Regions from separate parts of the Gadus morhua genome. Here region 1 is linked to region 2. The links are chromatin contacts, called in public Hi-C maps. All regions are on one chromosome and are shown on one strand. Each heading gives the region's core, a stretch centred on a gene start, on an enhancer-like site or on the middle of the called end of the contact. The rest is flanking DNA. Distances are from core to core; before and after follow the strand shown.

Region 1 (4,328 bases), core at 415-2,914, 200 kb before region 2:
GATAATTCATGGACACGTCTTCCCGAAGGCTTCCCATTTCCCTATTGCTCTCTCCTCTCTCCCTCTCCCTCCATTTAGTTTTAATTCCTAGTGCTAGCCCTAAATAATATCTTGCCTAGGGCCCATGTTTTCAAGAGCTGGCCCTGGCTATTGTGGAGCGATCGGTTTTAAAAGCTGACAGTCTGTTATGGTATGAAATAAACCGAAAGGGTGTCATGCAACTCCGAGAGCCGCAGGGAACTGTTGTGGTTCAAGGCTGGGATGAGACGGGATGTAATCACCCCAGGAACATGCTGGGGAGTCAAACCTAAACACAACGCTTTGATCTTGTCTCCTGATACCAACTCTCTTCACTCTCCTCATCCTACCCTTCCTTGTTTGGCCTTGTTTCATCAAAAATCCTTGATTGGAGTGTGATTTGTGTTCCTGTTTCAGTTGTCAACATGCGACTCTGTGGTGCCTCCATCAGGACGGAGACAGGAAGAAGGGCAGGTCTACGACTGTGAAGCAGCCCAACGGCAAGTAGGGCTGGGAGTGAAACAACAATAGTTGTTGTTAATGCAGCATCGTCGATTAACCAGGAACATACAGGTGTCAAATACCCATAGAAAACACTCCATGGCTTGCTCTGCCCCTGTTATAACTACAGCTGCTGTATGTATGTAGCATAGAATACGGTCTCCCCCCATCGGATGCTGGTTTTTCCAAGAACAGGAGACCATGGATGCAGTGCACAAAAACAATGTTGTTTGCTGGTTCTGAGGCAGCATGGACAGATAAAACCCTGTTTCTGTATTTTTACACAATGTTGTTAGAATTGTATGATTTATCATTCAGATCTTTCTTTATAGGGCCCTTATGCAGACTAAAAGGGCATGTAAAAATATGTTGATATCGACACTGTATTGGGGGGCTTTACTGTAATAAAGTACTTTTGCTGAGCTTAAATATTGAGTCTGCTCGGGTTTCCAGCCAGTATTCTCAGATGATCAATTTTTTACAAAAAACGATTATCATTATTATTATCATAATCTTATATTTAATTGATGCCAAGGGCAGTTCCAACTGGTTTCTGGTCTAAAGTCTAACCGGGTGCGAGCAAGTAGTTCAGGTTTAATTAACAGGTAATCAGTGGGTTGCACAGCGTTTACAAGTTGTATCTCTAGATTAAAGATTTGTGTCATGCCCTTTACAGCAGGGCACACAACAATAAATGTAGTCCAGGCAAATAACAACAGCACTAGGGCCTTCTGGCACTAAATTATGCTGTAGTTACCAGAATCATAAACCTTTAGACAAAATGAGGTTTATACCTCAAATGTAGGTACAATACATTGATGCTGTTCTGTATTCACAATCTGCCAATTATATGTAAACTGTTCACTTTAAGAGGATTTTTCTAAATTATATCAATAGTGTAGGATAAATACAATTTGGTCAGTTTTTGCTTTTATATTATTTACAAGTATATAGATCAAATTTTAGATAGATCACCAAGAACAATTAACTACACTAAAGCACGGCAGAGGTTCTACAAATATCCCTGAATACATAATAATAATAAAGGGGTAAAATCTTTTAATTCGGAGTTCATAAAGTTGATCATCTTTTGTCTGGTTAATATTTGATTGACTCAAAAGTTTATCTTATCTTGTACCTCATGATAGATTTAATTGCCTAACTGTTTTTCAGAGTCAAGTGCTATGTTTTGTATTCCCCTCAATCAGATAAGTCTCAAAGAGTTGAGAGAGAATTGTCCCTTCCTTGAGAAATCTTGTTTGATATGAAGACTGTATCGGCAGGATCTTGACTTTACTTGGTGCCGTGTCTCAAATTATTTGAGGGGTCATCCTCAAACCATATGTCAGCAACAACAACCCATTTTATGAACGCAACTTAATTTCTTTATTCATGTTGGTCAAAGTTCTCTTGTAAAGAAAGAGAAAGTGAATAAATGAACGAATGCGATATGATAGGGTACTGCTGAGCTGGCAAGTCCTGGCGGCCTCTCAACTTCCTCTCATTCGGGCACTGGCTTTAAAGGGTTCATCATCAAGTTATCGCTCATCATCTAAACATTTCTGTTATAAACAGGCCAGCAGGATCAGGCCCCTGATGGCAACCCATTAGAGCAGAGCAGGAATTTCCTTTTGACCAGTCATTTCCCTCCTGTAAAAGAACTGAACTCCTAAACTCATTGACACAGCGACTTTGTCAAGGAAAAGCGAGACTTGGGTAAGTTACACTCTTTCTCTGTCTCTTGGCATTCACATGTTTGAGGATGTATCAAATGATGTAGAAGATGAATGTGAAGTTGTTTAAATCTTGTCGGGTGAATAACTTGCCCTCCTATGTATTGGGTACATAGCTGGGTACTAAAGCGTGCTTCAAGGTTTTCTCTGGGTCAGTAGATGAGTAGATGAGTCAGTGTGATTGCTTGCTTAAAAGTCAATAATCAGATGAAAGACAATGAAAAGCCATTCATTGAGACATGTCCCTGAGCTACCTATACTGACTTCCTTTTCTTTTTTTTAAGTTCACTCAATGCAAGCTCTCTAATATTACTTTTTTCCATTTCCTAGACCTAATTTTCTTTTTTTGTAAATCCTTATATTTTTCCCTTTTTAGTTTTATAATTAATAAATAACACAGACATGTATACATTTGTAATGCATGTGACTTTGGTGGGTTTCAGGACAACAAAAGCCCTGAAATCAGTTGAAAGCCCTGAGAGGTGTACTCGCAGCTGATCGAGGGACACCAACACCCACTCCCCTTTCAAAGGACATCGCCACCCTACTACCACCGCCGCCATGGGGGAATGGAGCTTCCTGGGTGATCTGTTTGAACACCTCCAGGCACACTCGCCCATGCTGGGTCGCTTCTGGCTCTTCATCATGCTCGTGTTCCGCATTCTGATCCTGGGCACCGTGGCGTCTGACCTGTTTGACGACGAGCAGGAAGAGTTCTCCTGCAACACCCTGCAGCCGGGCTGCAAGCAGGTGTGCTACGACCATGCCTTCCCCATCTCCCTGTACCGGTTCTGGGTCTTCCACATCATCCTCATCTCCACCCCGGCAATGCTCTACCTGATGTACGCCATGCACCACGTCTCCAAGAAAAAGCCCTCCTCGTCCGCCGACGGCACCGCCTCCACCTGCAGCCAGGATAACCAAGAGGAGAGGCGCCTGAGGCAGCTCTACCTGGTGAACGTGGCCTTCCGCCTGATGGCGGAGGTGGGCGTGCTGGTGGGCCAGTGGTGGCTGTACGGCTTCAAGCTGGAGGCCCAGTTCCCCTGCAGCCGCTACCCCTGCCCGTACACGGTGGACTGCTTCACCTCCAGGCCCGCCGAGAAGACCGTCTTCTTGGTGTTCTACTTTGGGGTGGGCGTGGTGTCGGCCGCCTCCAGCCTGGTGGAGCTCCTCTACGCCGCTGTCAAGTGGTTCTGCCCCAGGAAACAGGGGCGGCGCGGCATGCTGGATAGGTCCTACGAGTCTCATAGCCTCAGCAACCTGCGGAAACAGGAGGAGGAGGCGAACCTGCGGTTTGTGGGAGGGGGGAAGGCGCTGTCCGACAGCGCGCTGAGCAGCGCGAGGATGAAGACAGGCCCCGTGAGGAGCAGCGGTGCGAGGAAGACCTCCAGCGTCGGACACAAGACCTCCAGGCTCCCCAGCAGCCGGTCCTTCATGGCGTGAGACAGGGCTGCGATAAATCACGATACGCACATCACAGCGAATATAGACAAAAAAATGTCTTACTTTTTATTTATTTTTAAATCACTTTGATGCCTTTGCCAGTGGTGCACCATGCGAGAGGATTACCAAACAGATCTAGGCAGATTCACTCCACTACAAAATCACCCCAATCCTTACACAATGATCGAACAAAAATCGCAACACAACAATACGATATATTTTTCTCCATATCGTGCAGCCCTAGCGTGAGAGGTCACCTCCCGGGCCCAGTCCTCATATGGGCTGCGGGGAACATCGGGATCCCCGGCGATTGTAAGATCGGACGGCAAACACTCTGACCGCTGAGCTACGGACTGCAGTCACCCGGGTCCGTGGTTGTTGTGGTCCTAAAGCTTTGTAAGCGAGGTTTACCTTGGAGGAACATACATTTTACTCACCTCTAGTATTTTAATTAGGAGGATTCTAGAGAGAGACGGTCAGAGGGGTTGTAATCGACTATGATTATGTGAATTAACACACACAACACCCAAGGAAACTAACGCTGTTCAGCTTTGTTGCAGTATCCCTGATTAATGCACTGAAGGCCTGCTAAACACAGTTCACAGCACCTTACACAGTACCTCAGAGCCAGTC
Region 2 (4,659 bases), core at 1,702-4,201:
CACCCGACACCTTCTTGTTGTCGGTCTTGTCCTACTTCAAGGTGAACTATGGGGCTGGATCTTGGCCATGATGCACCTCCAGCTCTCCCAATTACCCCGCCCCTATCCCCCTCCACCCTAGCACCACCACCCCGCCCCCTCCCCTCTAAAAACAAAGACAAAAAGAAAAAGAAACTCTTGGGTCTTTTATTCCTTTTCCAACTTCAAAACAAAACCTATTTCGTACAAAAGTTATATAAATATATATAGAAAAATACTTAATGAACTATGGCGACTGACTTGTCCACTATGGAATGACAGGATGAGTAGCAGGAGAGAACATTGTGGTTTATTTTGGAGATTTTAAACTGTTGTTATTCCTAAACTGTTTTAATATTTTCCTACCCATCGGGCGTGTTGACCGAGGCTCTTCGATTTCGTTACATACGAGGAAGGTGTTTGAAGTGAATGAAAAAAGTTTAAGATGTTGAAATGGCTGTCCAATCCACATACAAACATGCATGTACACACACACAAACACACAGACAAAGACACAGGCACACACACAGACGCACCAACAAACAAACATAGGCAGACACACTTTATTATGCACAGGAAATGTGTCCATTAATATCACATACTATTCCAGGTTGGGTTGGTTTTTCTATTGATCTTAATTTTGTTTTGCGCTGCAAAGAGAATGGAGAAAGCAATGATTGTATTAACTTGGTTGTATCACACGGTCACCTGTCCTTTCAAGAAATCAATTTAATGAAGATCCTTTATTAAGGTGTATTTTAAGTAGCCTATGAGTTTGTGTATATAAGCTGTATTCATTTCTTTAAAACTATGAAGAGTTTAGCTTTCACCTGATTTACGAAAAAAAAAAGAAATACATTTTATGTATTTTTGTCCATAGGTTTGTGATTCAAGAAAAGACTTATCGAGCACATTTTACTGAAGGAAATGCATCCGTGTTTTTTGTCCTACTAGAAACCGGGCAGGCCGAGTTTTGCAAATTTCAGCAACTGCCTCATCTTATTTTATATCCCCCACCACCACCACCACCACCCTCACACTGCGAACAAGACCCCACCTTTTTAAATATAGTTTTTGAAGGAGCTCTCCAATCAGGGAATAGCTTATTTTTTTGCCGTGCAACTGACAGGAGATGGTTCAACCCATTGGCCAGCAGACGGGGGGGTAACTCAACGCAAAAGCAGCATACTCCCCCCAAGACGGTTGTGCCGTGAAGGATTGGGACTCGCACACACTTTGGCAGAAACACATTGTGTGTGTGTGATCGTGTGTGTGTCTGGGGGAGGGGGCCTGAACATGGGACTTCTGACTGAAAATTAACATGTGCCCGTTGACCTTTTTGAATCTAACGGGACCTCACTCTGGTGATTCTCTTCTCACGCCAAAACGCCTTCACTTCACCAACCATCTCGTTGAGACCGTCGTACCTGTACACCACTACACCCACACACACATCTGCGCACAAACATACACACACGCGCACAAACATACACACACGCACCAATGTCTCAGGAAGGAATCATTAATTTGTGTGCTTGGCCTGTTCTTTGTAAATGTTATCCAGTGCTACACTCCTTGCCCTCCCATGACACACACACACACACACACACACACACACACACACACACACACACACACACACACACACACACACACACACACACACACACACACACACACACACACACACACACACACACACACACACACCTCTGCTACTGAGCCCCTGAATTCGTTGATCACTCACTTTATGTTTGGCCTGGTTGCCCAGGACTATCTTTTTTTTTTCTTTTTTCAGAGACAAGCATTTTGTTTCCGACATAGGATGCCAGTGTGGAATCTGTTTGACTCGTTTCTGTGTATGTTCATTACTGTCAAAGCTGCTTTCTTCAATCAGGACTTCAACCACGTCCAGAACAGCACAGCCTCGCTCGCCGCCGCCGCCGCTTATCTGAAATGGCAACAAAATGCACCCTCAGTTTTTGAAAATTATGGAATATGTTGCGATTTTGTGTCATGCTTAACAGGTGACTTTGAAAAGAAAAGAGAAAAAACAAACAAAAAAAACATAAAATCGACATTTAATAACAATTGTTTGTGTGGTGTGTTTTCTTAATCTTTGCTGCTTTCTATCACTTATACTACCACTTAACATATAGTTTTATGCACCTTATCAATATACTTTGTCAGTGGGTAATGACTGCATACATGGAGAAAAACCCGTGACAGGTGTCATAAACTAGGCTTTTCTATTTTTCTAGTTGTATGCAATAGAGCCAGAATCATGGCTATAGAAAAAACGAATTTTAAATGAAAAAAGTTCGAGAATACTAGAATATTGATCAAGATACTCGTAGTTTACCCAATACTGTAATTGTTTAGATCAGTTGTATGGTCAGATTACAATGCATTACCTTGATTAAAACAATTTATATACACTATCTTATTAAATGAGAAAATAACCATCTCGGCTGGGGGAGATAACTCGACGTAGGTATGGTCAGATAAAAAACAAGTTAATCTTAGTTTATAAATTCACACGGTTAACGTATTTATGAAACCGATGCGAACTGACTACAAACGCTACACGAGTACACGCGTAGTAGAAAACGAACCGGTTCTACTTTTGGACGCGTCATAAGAATAAACCAATGGTACTGCTTCGCGCGGAATTTCAAATGTTTTTCAAAAAACTAGCCCTTCTTTTCAATGTATTGCTCCGCTCAGATTGAAAACAAAATAGGACCTCGTGTAAATACAATCGTTTAATGTCGTTTATTTTTTCTTTAAAACGCATAAACATAACGATATAAAAAATAAATATTGGCAGCGCATTATCATTGATGAATTCGGTTGGTATCGTTTTCGAATTGAATGATTTCTGTGTTTGTGGAGTAGCGGATGGATATACCCCGTGGAGCGCCTCACCACCGTGTACAGAGAGAAGTGAAGCGGAGAGGTACAATATTAGCGTAGTTAGCCCGCCGTCGGATTATCTGCGTTAGAGCAGATTTAGTTAAATTAGGAGTTACATAGTAAATCTGATGAATTTGTGGACTTCAGGTAATTTTAATTTTACAGGGCTCGGATCGATCTACATGGACTACGTCGATTAAAAGGTTTGTCAAGGTAAATATTGAGACTACGACGCCGAATGGCAATAACTGCCACGATGATTTGATGCACGACTAGTAAGGGGGTTTATGTGCGAAATACTAACATCTTTAATCATATGCTTTAAATAGCACTCTGCTACACGACCCACGTGTTTTAAATGTCTCCGATCTCCTTGAGTTGGCTATGATTATGCACGTGGACACTTTATCATGGACACGTTTAAGGAGCCTCACATTTCTGTCTTTTCTCTCGAACCTTAACTATTCAGTGTCTCCAGTGCAAAAACAAGTGGCTACTTTTACTGCAGCAAGGCGTTTAGAAAAATGTTGACATGAAAAAGGGGTTGGGACAAGTTTTCCTTTTACATTATTAAAGCTTGTATTTGGCATGTCACCTCGCCGTGACCGCTTCCATCTTGAGGCCAACAGCATGTGAGTGATGACATTCATGTTGGTAGTGGTGGTTATCATGTTAGTAGTAGGGGTTATTGGGTCCTTGTTTAGCCCTTAATCGTGAAGTATCAATTTCATTTTAGGAGACCTTGTGTTGTCTGAAACTGCAACAGCGTTTCCCCATGTGCTTAATTTCCCATGAGGCTCGGTTGGTTTATGTTCACGTTTATTTAGGATTCAACAGTAAAGTTGCTATGACTTGAGTCTGTTTTAATATAGCCATCATCACCAACCTTATATCCAAAGGTGCATTCAAGTTCTTGTTAAAAAAAGTATAAAAAGCAGTAAAATGCATTATTTGCCGGCTCAGACAATATATTACAAAATACACAATTATAATAAGTTTGAGAGTGAAGAGATGGAACAAAGGTACGTTTACCTATATATAAAAACCGGTGTCGTTTCGCAGTAAGTTACTAAAGAGTTCACTTTAGACTTGTGAGCATGCTGGGGGGCCGTAGTTCTTCAGGCATGGCCATCATTGAGTAACCGGGGTAGAAGCGCCACCTGAACATGTCTGTATTGCACCACCACTTCATCTCTTCTTTCTGATGAACAGCTCCGGTCTTGAGGTCTTTGTATAAACGATTCGGTTTCTGTATACGTTATTTACCCAAGAAGGTACATTGCGTTTCTTTCTGGAGCATAACTGATCAATGACATCTCTGCTTTTTAGGTAACTCAAAATGCCATACGGAAAGATTGTCGTGATAAAGAGGGGAGGAGGAGATGGAACTGAGTTTCCTCTAACCGCAACATGTCTCTTTGGAAGGTATGGTGAACAAAGTTTTGGTGAATTTGCCAGTCGATTGCATTATGCTATCTTTAATCCACTTATCGTAATTCAAGTGGAGTGCATGTTTATAGATTTCACATCCATTTCTCTTTTTTTTGGTAAATGTAATCATCACTTGCCAGTTTTCGTGCGTATTGCACCGAACATGTCAAGGCTGCCTGACAGACCATACATATACATTTGAAATGACTGGGGGCGGGGCTACTGATGCTGACGTCACTGTCGCTAGGTTCAGTGTATGTACGGCCGTTAGTAATGCATTGAAAGTGGCCATGG

Evidence for each region. A called contact is a pair of places that touch in the nucleus more often than the background predicts.
Region 1: a contact with region 2 is called in a Hi-C map of blood, with 5 times the contacts expected there. The contact joins the promoter of LOC115530694 here to the promoter of mki67 in region 2. A contact is called at or near these places in 5 of 6 Hi-C or Micro-C datasets (blood, gill, gonad and 2 more).

What each region holds. Positions count from the first base shown.
Region 1 is chr18:14,465,920-14,470,247 of gadMor3.0, reverse strand. LOC115530694 (gap junction delta-3 protein-like) reads left to right here and starts at 1,664. Exons shown (of 1, transcript XM_030339390.1): 1 at 1,664-4,328. The coding sequence starts at 2,814. The coding sequence ends at 3,695. It overlaps LOC115531700 (a long non-coding RNA gene), which reads left to right. Exons shown (of 2, transcript XR_003973916.1): 2 at 436-948.
Region 2 is chr18:14,265,704-14,270,362 of gadMor3.0, reverse strand. mki67 (marker of proliferation Ki-67) reads left to right here and starts at 2,951. Exons shown (of 16, transcript XM_030340734.1): 1 at 2,951-3,147; 2 at 4,264-4,359. The coding sequence starts at 4,274. raraa (retinoic acid receptor, alpha a) reads left to right here. Exons shown (of 8, transcript XM_030340741.1): 8 at 1-2,109. LOC115531739 (small nucleolar RNA SNORA71) reads left to right here and starts at 4,637; the gene lies at 4,637-4,659.